Linked DNA regions of Anas platyrhynchos: regions 1 and 3 are each linked to region 2. The links are chromatin contacts, called in public Hi-C maps. All regions are on one chromosome and are shown on one strand. The core of a region is the stretch at or near the end of the contact, and the rest is flanking DNA. Distances in the headings are between cores, read along the strand shown. Region 1 overlaps LOC110351679 (a long non-coding RNA gene). Region 2 overlaps SCFD2 (sec1 family domain containing 2). Region 3 overlaps LOC110351679 (a long non-coding RNA gene).

Region 1 (4,413 bases), core at 626-3,125, 200 kb before region 2:
TGAGAATTGGGATAGCAGCGCTGGCTGGGAAAGAGCTTTATAATTGTCCATGAGGATGTCTGAGCCCAAGTGATAACTGCAATTCTCATTGAAAGAATGCTGAAGTGGAGGGGCCGCAAGCTTGGCAGTTAGCAGCTTTTTGTTTAGAAGGAAAGTGTTGTGGCTCAGATTTTGAAAATATCTCTCTAACACAGAGTGTTTTAAGGGAATGGCTTCTGCCTTGCAGTGACAGGAGGCAGAGCAGGATTGGGCCCTGCAAGAAAAGTAAGACAGTGTTCTCTCCAGAAGTACCACAGGGGTCATTGAATCTCCCGTGTTTAAGTGGTGTTGCAGACATTTGTGCAATACAGACCATACATCTTTGTCAGGGTGACAGGTCTCTTTCAGAAGGAAGATTTCTCCTCATGCACACCACGAAGTACTGTATGTTCTCTATTTCATGTGCGCAACACTGTCTGAATTCCTAAACTTTGTAATTCCCTCTGCACCATCTGTACATCTTGTTGGAGGCTGGAATACTGATGAGAACTCTCCTGCGCTTTGAGTATGCCAAAATGGAGCCTTTAAATCATCACCTCTTCACAAAGGAGGTGATTCTTGGTGCTCTATCCTGTTGCAAGCCTCACATCAGCATTGTTCCTCTGAAAAATCTTCCTAAATACTGTTGGGAGTCTGTCAGGCACTCCACGCTTGCATATGGGTTACAGATTAAAATAAAGTAATAACGCAAGCAGAATATTGTCTTAGGGGAAAAAAACACACTGTAATATTCATTTGTCAAGTATTAGTGTGTTAAAGCAAAGCAAAAGCGAAACAGCATTAGTTATGAATGAAACTATAAGCCGGCATCAGAAAAAATTAAGGAGCTTGTTTAAAGGCTAAGTTTTTATTTCTAGCTCTATGTCTTGGAAATATTTTGCATTAACAGTTCTGTTGACTACAAAGGGAATGCTTATGGCTAAGAAAACCAGAATCTATCTTTGATTCTGCCTGAAAAGACTTAGTAATGATCAGTGATAGAGGAGGAAATTGCTTCTCCATTTGGTTTTGTAAAGGAAGGAAAGAGCTCAACAGCGAAATGCTGGTAGAAAAAAGCAGGGAGAAAGTAAGGAATGAGGGCTAGAAAGGCAGAGAGCCAGCTCTGCCACAGACCTGCAGGAGTACAGGGAGACACAAGCTTCATGTAAAGCCGGACTGTGTTTTTCCTCTGGTTAGACAGGGGAATTCAGAGTCACCATTTATCTTACTGATTGGCAGTCATGTATGCAGTGAGGGCCATCTTTCTGGGAACTTTCACACACTCTTTTGTCTTTCAGCCTTTCGTTATCCACTTTTTTTTTTTTCTGATGGAAGAGATAACTTTCATCTATGCGTATTTAAGGTGGAAAACTACAGCTCCAGCCTGACTTTTTTTTTTTTTTTTTTAATCTGTAAAATTGAAAGCATTTTATAGAGCAGGTCAATACCGTGGCAGAAGCACGCACGAGCACGTGGATGAGATGAGCTGGCTGTGCAGCTGCTGGTACCTGGTGCGAGCAGGGGCAGGCGTGCAGCGCACAGCAGCACGGCCGGCTCAGCCTCCTGGCATGCTGCAAGCAGATGACTGATGCTCAGGGAAGGAAAGTGCTCATGCATGGAGAAACTAAACTGAGATACATCTGCATTAGTGTTTTAGCCTCAGAGCATGTGAAGTACGTTCCTTTGGGACAAGGATAAACTGGAAGGTGTGCAGCAGGGGAGCTTTGCTTGTGCTGCAGCCACTTGTGGCTGTCCTGACCATGCAGCTGAACTGAGCTTCTCCATGGTGACCCCCCTCAAGCCAGAAGCTGTGTGGACATCGTGTGCTCAGCACCAGCTGTTTTGTTTTACAGAGTACAGAGTTTTTACGTAGTGCAGCATTACTCACTCATGTATGTGTAGTCCTGGTGAAGTGACTGGGTCCAAACCATGAGAAACACGTGGAATACAGGATGCTCAATGTTAAAGAAGAAGAATTTCTTTGTGGTCATTTACACATTCCCCATGCAACTTTTGTTGATACAGTGCATTAATCCCAGAACTTCAAGTGGGCTGCATTTCAATAGTTCATTTTTTAAAAAGTCCGGGCATTTACTGAGCTTTGAGTACCCAAGGAATAATTAACTATACTATTGCGAAGTGGCCAGATGCTGCCTTAAGATGTGCTTCCAGGAGAAAGCAAAAATCCACTTGAATTCTTTGCAATGCTCGCTCTGCATCTGGAATGCCCAGAACTCACACAGAGCCAGTTCTGGGAAGGATCTGCATCTTCCACTCACCCATCCAGCAGCAGCTGAGGAAAAGATCTCCAGAGCAATAGTACAGCTTGGAGTGACCAGCTGCAGCTGCTCTTAAAGGGGGGGAAGCCTGAAAGCCACCTCAGAGCTCGCATTGGGAAGCAAAACATTCATAAAGCCCCCAGAAAGACCCCTTGCATTGTCTGGGTTTGGTGCTGTGCTCCATGAAGCCTCAAGACCTGTTGCAGCAGATGTGCTCTTCAGGGGTGAATTGGGGCAGACAAAGCTTGTCCTATACAATTTGCTCTTCTGAAGGCCTCATCCTGCCAAAATTCTGTAGCTCAGTTCTAAACACGTAGTTAGTGCTGGAGAAAAAGACCCACTGCTACACACCACTAGATGTCAGAAAAACTACGTGGTTCAGCTGGAGAGGAGCATGCAGCTGAGGGGGGTTTGTTCACTGTTTATGCACTTGCATAACGCTTTGGACAGGGCCCAAGGAAAACAATTAGACATCGGAGTTTATTTTTGTTTGCATGAAATAGTAAATATGCTGTTGGGTCAGACTCCACTCTCATTTCCCTCCGAGGAAAATGGAAATAGACTTTTTGTCAGGAGTTCTGCCACCCTGGAAAACGGCAATTGCTTTTAGTCTCATCAGCAAATCCTTTGCTTCTGTGCCTTTGTATTCTTTTTATGGAGCTGGGCTCTGAGTTTTAGGGAAATCTAGCAGAAATTTTGTGGAAGGTGAGTGGGTTGGTTCTGCTTCAGCAGAAAGAAAAGCTGCTGTGGTTGGTGTGCTCGTACGTATGCACTAAACATCAGATATGATGTTTCTGTAAACAAGAACATACTTAATTCTTAGGATGAATCCTAAGGTTCAATAGGGTAAAGCTGGTGCAAATTGAAGGCTTTTATTATGTGCAATACAGGCTGTCATGGTAATGCCTAAAACTTCCTACAGAACTACAGTGAAGCATGTGCAGGTTCACCTAAAACTGTGCCCTAGTCTCTACAACACAATGTAGTCTTAGGAAGAGAATTTGTCCTTCATGGCTACTGTTCTGCTGCTTCGCTGATGCAGCTGCAGAGTTCGGTTCGTATACCTGGCTGCAATTCAATGCATCAATGAGCTGTCAAAATTCTGCTTAAATACTGTATATAATGCAAACAGGCAGGTCACTGCTTTATGCATAAGCGTATATGTATCTGAATACTTTACAGGCATTAAAATCCCCTTTGGAAACAGCACAAAAGTTCACACTCAATGTATTGATTTTATATGCTAATGCCTGCACCTCCCTTGGGGAGAAAAACACATTCCAAAGAAAAAAAATATGCATGTCTTGTCAAACATGAACACTTCTGAAGCAGTTCCATATTTCTAAACACTTGATTCTTGCTAGGGACTTGTGCAACATTCAGTCTTTACGAATCAGACTGTGACCTTTGGCAGGAATATTGCCAGGAAAATTAGAGCAGTATTAAGACAGAGTCTGAGGAACGCGGGTATAGATACATCTCATTTACTCGATGTCTTGAATTCCTGTCTGCATGATTGTGCTTCTTTGTTGTCTATGAACTGCTGTATATATGTCCCAGCAGTAACATAAAAAGGTGGAACAGGAGTTGAACACAGGCTATTTAAAAAAAAAGAAAGTATATATTGCCACTCCACTGGAATAAATATGTTTCACAGATGAAAGCCAAATGGAAACATTCTTCAAAGAATCATGTGTTTTAATTTCAGATTCTATATTATCAGCACCAGTATTTATTATTGATTCAAAATTACTTTTTAAAGGTTGTTATAATTTGCTTTCTGTTTCTGAACTTTTGAAAAGAGGATTCTTCATCGTGAGGATTAGAGATTTATATTTCCCAATGAAAACTGAAATTCTTAGATGTTGCATGGCTCCAGGGCTAGGCATTTAAGATAAAAACCTAAAATCTGGTAGAATTCTGACACGCTTACGAGTCAGCAACAACACATATTAAGGACCTTTCAGCTAAAGGGTGTAATTCTTGTGGTGGTCTTATAAAATACCTGATTTAGCAGCATAAATTGCCACATCATTTAGGAGAATCTGGTGCTGGGGAGAAGTGTGAAAGCTCAGAAAGCAAGAGGTGTGTGGGCAGATCTGCAGGGACCACCTTC
Region 2 (5,085 bases), core at 2,205-4,704:
GTGCTTTTAACAAATGAAAGGGCATTCTCAAATCCAGAATTTACTTAATTTGGCAAGCTGTGCTGCATCACTGCAAGAGAGCTCCTTTCTTCACTCAAGGTCAAGTTTACAGATGCAGTACATCTAGCAATAAATCTATGCAGGCTAAAAAGAGGTCAGGATTGTGCAAGCTGACTTCTTTGTGCTTATAAATCCACTTGGGTAGAGCATTTGGGATCTGAGCGTAGATTCACAACACTTGAGTCTGAACAATTTAGAAATCAAATGAGGACAAGGCTTTTGGCATGTAGACATACAAAACACACAATATCTGTTTCTAATACATTGATATCTACCATCTCTGTCATCTTAGACAGAAAACTTCATATAAAACAAACTCTGTTCTAAAAAACTAACCGTGCTGTTCAAATCCCAAGCCTAAGAACATCTAACAGATCTGAAGACTGTTTAAAAAAATCCCACAAAAAAACAGCTGAGATAGAACAGGCATTTGGTGTTGCTGTCACTCCAGTTACCCATGCACGACCACACTTAGAGCCAATTACTCCATGTGTTCTATTCAAAAATGCCTGTAGAGAAGTTGTGAAGTAATTCTGACTCTCTAAAGTACCTTTATGGTGTAAGCATTTAAGTCCCAGCAGATGCATCTATGTTGGGTTTAGGTTGGATTTGGAGTTTCAAAGAGAGTCTTCCTCTTGCTCATTCACTGTGCTTCCTTTTGCACTGCAGAGAAAGCCTGGAGTGTGCAAATCAAACTCCTTCTGATGAAACGAAACCAAAATTGCCCCCCAACAATTAATTCAGATGACAGGGCCAGAATTAGAACCTCAGCACCAACTGTGGGCATGGAGAATAAGCAGAAGGGAAACAGAAAGTTAATTTGCTCAGATAGCAAGTCCCATGATATACACACAGACCTACGTGATTTAAAAAAATTAAAGTAACATTAGTAGGCAGCAAAGACACGCAAAACTGCAGTGAAACCGTCTGCTGTTTGAAAAGCTCTAAAAATAACAAATGACAGTGCTGCTAAGTACCATAAAAGATAATGGGGTGGAAGTAAATATTTCAGAACTGCTAGGACAAGAAAGGGAAGATACTGAGAGGATGGCTCTGAAAGGAAAAAGACAGAATGAAAGAAAAAAAAAAAGAAACTGAGTGAGTCTAGGTCACCCACTTTCCATAAGCATGCACAACGCAAAGCGGAGTTTTGCTCAAGGACTAACCAATAAAGGTCAGTCTTTAAACAGATCCTATTACTTTGCTGTTTAATTAAGCTCTTCTCTACATCTCCCCTTAAAAACAAATAAAAAAACACACACAAAAAAAAAACAAAAAAAAAAACCCAAAACCAAAAGAAAAAAAACAAAAACAAACAAACAAAAACAAAAAACAAAACAAGACAAATAGACAAATTCCTTTGCCTACTGTTTCTTTCCACACACATACTGTATGGGGAAGCTTCATTCAGCTGTGTGAATGGAAAAGCCCTACATCAGTTGACCATACCATGGCTGCAACACAAATGCAGCAGCTAGTGCTCAGTAGGGTCTTTTTTAATGGTCTGTTTGCTGGTTCGGTACAGTCCTTCTCTACGTTACATCCGTGACCTTGGGGGTTCATAATTAGCAGGGTAGAGGCATGACAAGCTAAGATGAACCCTCATGCTGCCTCCTGTACAGATGTTAAAGGGTTTGAAGGAGCAGAAGTTTCTCTCGAGCTTGTACTGACAACTGCTTGGACAGCATCTAGGGGCACAGTGGCCCCTACAAGATCTGTTTTACCATAAATAATGATCTAGTCTTTTTTTATAGGCTCTTGAAACCAGGTTAGTAACAAGCTAATTGCATCTTTCTGAGTTGTGCAAACGCAGTGCTCGATAGTACAAGAAACACAGGAATTTCTAGGAAAATTGCATCACCCGAGTCAATCTCAGAAGACAAACAAGAGCCCGTAGCACGGATGCTTCCAATTTGCCAATAGCTGACCAATTTGCCTTACTCCGGTCCAGTGTGTCTTCTGTGCCAGGAGACCAGGCTGCCGAACTCCCGCTCCCACCAGTGAATTGGCCCTGTGCTTAAGTTGTGTTTCTATGCTTTTGGAGAGAAAAGAAGGATTTCCTCCTGTCTGGAAGGCCACCTTCTTCATCTTCCTACAGACACAAGTTAACCTGTAAGAGCTTGCTTTGGTGGGGAGGCAGAGAAGGGCAGAGCTCAGAGGGGACCCCCTGCAGGAGCAGGCGGGGGTGATTAGGATGGCAGAGTGCACAGAGACACAGGGCGCCCATTGACGTGCTCATTGAGCCGTGCGTGATTACAGAGCCATTTCAACGCCATTGTTCTACAGAAGAACTGCTTGAAAAGGCTCAGTTGCTGTCCTGTGGCAGAGGGCAAACCTGGCGCTCCTCATTTCATGTTACGTGCTTTGATTGCCTCCGAATTAAACTGTGCCTGGGCACATTCCCCCTGCTCAACCACAAATCCAAGGATATAAACCCATGGAAGACTGATTACACTGCAGATCAGGAAAGATACCTGAATACACATAGCCAATATTCCCTTTTAGCCTCAGATGGAACAAAAGTTGCTACCTCGCTTTTGGCTGTGCCGACATCAGTGGTCCTCTCGTTATCACAATAAATAAAACCCGTGTGTCAACATCAATAACAGCATTCTTGAGTTTTAGCCACTAAACAATCCTGAATTTCATTTGCAGTGTGCCTGTGAAACAAAAACGTTTATTTGGAAAAACCAAACGGAGTTTTAAGGGCTTCCGTCTTGCTGCGATGTGCTTCCAATGTGAAGCGATTCCAAAGCGATGTGCTTTCAAACACTGCGATGTACTTGGCTCTGGTGAGGCCGCACCTCGAGTACTGTGTTCAGTTTTGGGCCCCTCGCTACAAGAAGGACATCGAGGTGCTTGAGCGGGTCCAAAGAAGGGCGACGAAACTGGTGAGGGGCCTGGAGAGCAAGTCCTATGAGGAGCGGCTGAAGGAGCTGGGCTTGTTCAGCCTGGAGAAGAGCAGGCTCAGGGGCGACCTTATCTCTCTCTACAGATACCTTAAAGGAGGCTGTAGTGAGGTGGGGGTTGGCCTGTTCTCCCACGTGCCTGGTGACAGGACGAGGGGGAATGGGCTAAAGTTACGCCAGGGGAGTTTTAGGTTAGATGTTAGGAAGAACTTCTTTACTGAAAGGGTTGTGAGGCACTGGAATGGGCTGCCCAGGGAGGTGGTGGAGTCACCATCCCTGGAAGTCTTCAAAAGACGTTTAGATGTAGAGCTTAGGGATATGGTTTAGTGGGGACTGTTAGTGTTAGGTTAGAGGTTGGACTCGATGATCTTGAGGTCTCTTCCAACCTAGAAATTCTGTGAAATTCTGTGCTTCCAAGTGCCCTGCTCCTGCTGAAATGTCCTGCCCAGGCCGCCGGGTGCTCACACACTCCTCTGCTGCCCTCTCCTGCTCAGTTCTCAGCCTCTGCTATGAGGCAGAAAATCAGCAGTTGGACAAGCAAGCAAAAAACAGCTCGGTATTTCTTCCTATAAAGCAGGAAAACATTAGGTTTCATTGTCAGCTGTCAAAATGGACTTAGATTTGATTTTGCAATGACAAGAAGGGACAGAACCTGAAAACACACACAGCAGCTATTACAGCACGGAGCATGCCAAGGACCAAGGAGAAAATGCTCGACTGAAAAAACAAGCTTATCCCATTTTCAATTTTTTTTTTTTTTTCCCCATTTTTTTTCCTGTGTTACACCACCCTCAGTTCTGACATATCACATTTGAAAGGGTCTGCCTGAGGGCTGCATGGGCACCGGCACACCACCATCGACACTCAGGGCATGCCATCAAATCCCTCACGCTCACCACGGTGCTCCTTGCCTGAGAAACACACACAATAATAAAACCTCCCGGGGTTTCCTTGCAAATGGCACTTGCCATTAAAACCCTTTCTGGTACTGTAGTAAGAAGACCAAACCCTGCCCATAGACAGGCTGCTGTTGCACTCCCTCCTGTCCTCCAGGCCACATGGATCAGTTTGTGGGGCCCCCAACCTCAAATCCCTTTAAACACCTTCTTCAGGTTAGTGGAGGTGCGAATTCAAAGTTTTTCTTAAATGCAGATTTTGCATTCATTGCTGGCCAAATGAGGCTGATTTTTAATATAGGATAGCTAATCTGAATTAGCAGTTTCTTTCTGGAGGAAGACAGGCACTGACTTTGTTAACTGAGCTCTGAAATAGCCGTCGTGCCTCGCAGTTTCACCGCTTTCTTCCCAATGAGCACAGTGACCTCTGCTGTCTTGGGAAAGACATCCTGCTCAGGAAAGCAGCAAGAAAACCTCCCCAGCCTTCCCCTGCTTGGTCCATTCCCTTCCTTCCTTTGCAAAAAAAGCAGCATACGTTTATCATATCGCTCTCCATGCTGAAACGGAGAGAGAAACCATTCTGCATGTCTGTCTGTCTGTCCTGGTTGCAGAAAATCTACCAGATTACCCCAGGTCGGGGCAGGCACTGCCAGCATGTCCCCGGCTACGTTGGCCTCAACGCCTTCATTCAGAGAGCGAGGTGTTGACCTGAAGGGTCCCCGCATAAAGCAGTGCCTCACTTTTACTCTCTCATAAGACGGAGGGATTTTTTTTTAATCAGCTGCAACCATGTCAACAGCTTCTCACAGCGGAGGAAGAACTGGTATCCATTTGAATCCATCCTGGGAATCATAAACAGCTTGTTGACAGAGGTCACAGCCCCGGGGGAGCTCGCAGTTGATTAGTTCTCCTTCACAGAGCTTTTGCAGGCAGTGCGACTTGCACTCCAGGAGAGGATTTAAGGCAGAGATGTGCTGAACTAACCAGAAACCATCTGAGAGGATTGTGTCGTGCCTGCCAAGATGCCTAAATAAATGGGAGATGAAAATATCCAGGAATTTTGAATCTAGCTTTGCTACTTTTGCTGCGTGCTGTTATGCCTGCTTTTTGATCTACCAGCCCTTGTTCTCTATGCTGCATCACACCAAGTCAGACTTCACAGCTTCTAACTGAATGAAAAAGGCTCTTAGATAACACAGGGATGCTTCCCATCATTTTTG
Region 3 (4,471 bases), core at 851-3,350, 160 kb before region 2:
TCAGAGCAGGCTTCTTCCTACTCCTTGTGGCTTCTTCAACCTCAGCTGTTGCCCACCAAGTTCCTCCTTTTGCTTCCCCAGTCTTCCTTCCTCAGGCACTTTGTCACAGCCCAATCTGCTTCACAGGTTTTAAGCTTTCCTCTTTGAGTTCACAGCCCAAGTGACAAAACCTCCTCATCTAACAATCTCTCGCTTTCCCCCATTGTCAGGGATGCACTTGACTTCCACAGGAAGAAACGTGACAGATTTTGACAGCAAGGCTCCAACACCTCAAGGACTAGATCAGATTTCCTGTAGTTCTTTTAAAACGACGGTCCAGGACTGAAAGTCCTTTTCACTGGCACCCAGGACAACAATGGCTTTCTTGCAGATATTCTTTCCTCCTTGTAAAATTCCCACATTTCTGCAGGATGTCTGAGAACACACTGCCAAGAGTTTTTTTTTTCTCTTTACTGTTGTAAATAAAAAAATATTTCCTTGCCCTGAACCACTCCACACAATTTGCAGTGTCTGATCTAACTTCAGGGGGAAAAAGAAACATGGGAAAAAATGACTATTTCCTAGATTATTAAATAAGAATTGGTGATTCATCATTTTTGCTTGAGAGTGTTTTAGGTATTGGGTGGTCTGTGGGTGCTGTTGTAGGAGTCACTTATTTCCCGATGCCCTCCCACTAGTAAAAATGCTGCTGGGAGGAAAGATGTGTGGTTGAGGAAGTACAGTGGGCAGTCTTTTGGGGAGAGTCTCAAATGTCTCCTAAGTATATTGTAGCTTGAGTTACAGTCCCAATCTAACATGGCTTGTTTGTATTTAATTTAGAAAAATCTTGGCACAATCAATACACAGGTGAAAATAATCTTTTGTTAGAGCTTGATTTACACCAAGACTTCCAGTGTTACTTGCATGTTCCCCAAAATGTGTTGGCTCAGTGGTGCTTTGTAACACAACTAACAGAGCATGCACCAAAATAAGCCTTCAAAGAAGCCCACATTTTGTTACGGAGTACCCCAGCTCTTTGTGCAAGCCATCAAATTCCTCATAATGGAGCATGGAGGACAAGTGTCACCTGAAATAAAGGGGACAGGAGTACTCCCTTGTGAACTCTGAGTCTACAAATGCATTTGGAAAGTGTTTTAGAAATAACACTAAAAGATTCAGCTCTGGTCTGGATAGAAGTTTCGTTGCTGTAGAAAGAGCGCATTTTTGGAAAGAGGTGGCTGACCCGAGAAATTCAGCACGCTGAAAGAATGCAGTTGTCAGATTGCCTTTGATTGCAATTGCTAAGGGTGAAAGTAATACGGCTGAGCTTGTTGGATTCACTTATATTTCTTGGATGCATCTATATTTGCTGTGCTAAAAACCCTTTGAAACAGTTACAATTGCGATGTAGGATTTTATACAAACTGCCAAGAGACTGCAGGCCCCTTGGCTCCTGTGTGGTCTTCCTTCCCAGACCCCTGCACAGCATCAAGCCTATGCACTGCGTGGCTCACACATCACACCCAGCATCAGACGTCCCGCACCAACTAAGTGTGAATAAATTCCCACACGGGAGAAACATTGGGTTTTTTCAGGGCGGTCAGGTTTTCAGATCCTGTGCCTGGCTTCTCCTGTCTGTGTGGCTCAATTTCAGATGGAGATTTTTTTTATATATATATTTTTTCCCCGGGCGCTCACAGCCCTCTCTGCACTGCCCAGGCTTGAGACAGCAGAGGGCAGCAAGAGACAGAGAAGATGGTTTCATGAACTGGGTCATGTCCCAGTTTTTGATATTTGTTCCCTCGCTGCAATGGTTGCATCAGCCCCAGCAGGGTGAGCTGCCCAGTCACAGGCTAAGTGGCAACCTGGCCTTGCCATCCAGGCCTCTCCAAGCAGGCCTGAAAGGAAATCATGCTGATTTAGGACACTCTGCCTGGTTAACAAGAGCGCCATATGGCATTTTATCATGCTCATGTTGAAGAGCTATAAAAATCTGAAATTAGCTATGGTTAGCATTCAGCAGGCAGCAAAGTGTGCCACTTGCTTAACTCTGAGTAAGTGATTTCTTACACAGTCAGGGGAGCTGCTGAGTTGCAGTCCTTCTCTCCTGTACTCCACAAATCTCTGAAAGGAAATGCATGTTTGGAAAATGTATTGTGCTGAAGGACAAAGAGAAAGGGTCACGGCTACTGTGTGATTTCTAACAAGGCGATTGTTCACATCGTTAGGCTTGTTTGGTCAGAGGAATTATTTCTGCACTGAGCAAATGTTTGCAAAATTTGGCATAATCTTCATGCTACAGAGACTTATTATGCCAACAGGACAATCTGGGAGACTCAATCCTGTATAATGGGGAGATCAGTTGAGCTGGGAGCCTTCTAGCAACCTCTGTTCCTCCCCTGGGGGGCAGAGATGCCTGAAGAAAAAAGGCAAGTAGTTCAGATGGACTTGAGAAGCATGGGGGGGGGGGGTGATGGAGGAGGAGATAGAATATGAAAAACAGTATAAAAGGACCTTAACTTTCAGTAAAAGCATGTTTCAGAAGAAGAGAGCACTTTTTATTGGGTTGTGGTTTTAATTTCTTTTTAATTTTGTAAGCAGACACAGCGTGCTGTCGTACAAACATGTAGCAGAGTAAAGCTGGCTCGTCTAGTTTCACCGAAACCCAAGAAGATCATCCTAGCTCGATTTCTCATAAATCAGCTACTTCTAAACATTGCTCGTCTACGTAATGACAAGTGTGCTGTACTGCATGCTTCATTTTTTACAGCTGCTGTCAGGCAGCCTGCTCCACTGCTGAACATGGGGACAAACTCTGGCATGGGCTGGTGGCAGGCAGGGGCAGCGAAAGGAGCTCAGCCCCATCCTGGGGTCCCAGGGTCCTGGGGGTCATCCCCAAATCTTTGTGTGAGCTGTGCAATACCTCAGCTCACCAGCTGGGCATCGCTCTCTGCAGGGTCAGGAGTTCTGAGATTGGGCTTTACTTTTGAGGTCCCCAAAAATGAAAAACAAACAAACAAATAAACAAAAAAGTCACTCCTCTTAAACATGGTTTCCTACTTAAGTTTGTGGTTTTTAATAAAGACTTGTTTCCATCTTTTTCATTTAATATGATAGTAGTCAGCATGATAGAGCACGTTTTGAGGGCATGCAGCAGGTGAGATAGACCTTCAGTTCGATCCAGTGAAACTATTTTACATTTTTATGTAATGTTCTTTATTTTTTGTTTAAGCACCTTCAGTCTGGACCATCTTCCACAAGAATTCTATATTTCACTATCAAATGAAATTCTTTGTTAAAATTGATTGCACTCCTACTACAGCCCATGAACTGTAAAATGTGGAGCAGGGCCAATTTCTGTCTAAAATGTCTTCTGATTGAAAGAGATGTTTTTGTTTTGTTCCATAGGAGTGGGATTTGGGCCTAAAATCCAGGGCAGACTTCATGCTGAAGTCAAAGCAACCACAACCATTTTATAAATAGGCTCCTAACAGAGACTGTTGATGCTTATACTCCATGGTGATGAGCTCTGTACAAAAACCATGGGCAGATCTTCACTTCAAGAGACAAAGGCAATAAAATGTTAGGTGACAAACATTTCTGTGTAGTTTAGCCCTACTTTCAGTACTGTTGGACATCGTGGAGCAGACAAGAGCCTTCCCAAGCTAAGGGAGCTGCTGCTGGCTCTGGGGAGGTCGCCCAGCACAGTAGTCACCCTGCAAAGCCACATTACCAATCTCTTAGATCTCTGATTGGAAATCCTTACATAATGGTCTAAGTGGATTTTAGAAGCACTCTGTTTTCTAAGGAGAAATCATGTATCTATCTATCTAAATAAATAAATAAACAAACTTGCAGTGTTTATTGACCAAAGCCCCACATCATGGAGGCATGCTCCACTTCACGTTATTCACTGTAGTTGTGATTTTCAAAAGTCTTCTGGGATCTAGAGTAAGTAGTGGAAATGAAATGTAATTTTAAATTAGAAAAGAATTTCTACCATTAAAGGGTTCTAACATAAAGCAGGTAACAGACTGAAAGTTTTATTCCTTCATCTCAGACAGTAGTGAATGCTTCTCATAAATCTGGGAATAAATGTGCAGGTTAAATTACACATCTGGTGAGCAAAACACATGAGTAGAGTCTACGGATGGAAATTTCATTCCATCTCCTGCTACTGAACAGAGAAACTGGCCCTGGATGAATTTTCACTGAATTCAATCTGTTCTAATATTGTGTATAAATCCCTGAAATATACTGCAGGATGAGTTTTGCCAGACTAGCTTCTTTCACAGTTGAAGATATTTTCCTTACTTATTTTTCCCTCCTTATTCCCTCCCTGGTGTATCGCTGCACAGTGAAAACCCCTGTGTGCTTGTTAGTGAGCTGGAGGAAAATGCATCATACCCTTGCCTTTAGGCATAGCACTGTAACATCATCCCGTGCAATTAACAGCTTACAAAATGTTTCTTTCTCTCACTGTTCACAGCAC

The links. Hi-C and Micro-C count contacts between places; a contact is called where the count stands out from the background.
Region 1: a contact with region 2 is called in a Hi-C map of subcutaneous adipose tissue, with 3 times the contacts expected there. The contact joins two enhancer-like sites. A contact is called at or near these places in 3 of 8 Hi-C or Micro-C datasets (F1 follicle, liver and subcutaneous adipose tissue).
Region 3: a contact with region 2 is called in a Hi-C map of F1 follicle, with 7 times the contacts expected there. The contact joins two enhancer-like sites. A contact is called at or near these places in 4 of 8 Hi-C or Micro-C datasets (F1 follicle, skeletal muscle and subcutaneous adipose tissue).

The regions. Positions count from the first base shown.
Region 1 is chr4:52,495,468-52,499,880 of IASCAAS_PekinDuck_T2T, reverse strand. The region is part of intron 2 of LOC110351679 (a long non-coding RNA gene); the gene reads left to right. Among named protein-coding and RNA genes, the nearest start is that of SPATA18, 65 kb to the left of the region's middle. Within about 2 kb of position 1,875, at least 1 of the 8 cell types and tissues checked has an H3K27ac peak or open chromatin away from gene starts, as enhancers often do.
Region 2 is chr4:52,298,345-52,303,429 of IASCAAS_PekinDuck_T2T, reverse strand. All of the region lies in intron 5 of SCFD2 (sec1 family domain containing 2), which reads right to left. Among named protein-coding and RNA genes, the nearest start is that of RASL11B, 42 kb to the left of the region's middle. Within about 2 kb of position 3,454, at least 1 of the 8 cell types and tissues checked has an H3K27ac peak or open chromatin away from gene starts, as enhancers often do. A contact at or near this core is called in F1 follicle, where this site is marked.
Region 3 is chr4:52,455,065-52,459,535 of IASCAAS_PekinDuck_T2T, reverse strand. All of the region lies in intron 3 of LOC110351679 (a long non-coding RNA gene), which reads left to right. Among named protein-coding and RNA genes, the nearest start is that of USP46, 79 kb to the right of the region's middle. Within about 2 kb of position 2,100, at least 2 of the 8 cell types and tissues checked have an H3K27ac peak or open chromatin away from gene starts, as enhancers often do. A contact at or near this core is called in F1 follicle, where this site is marked.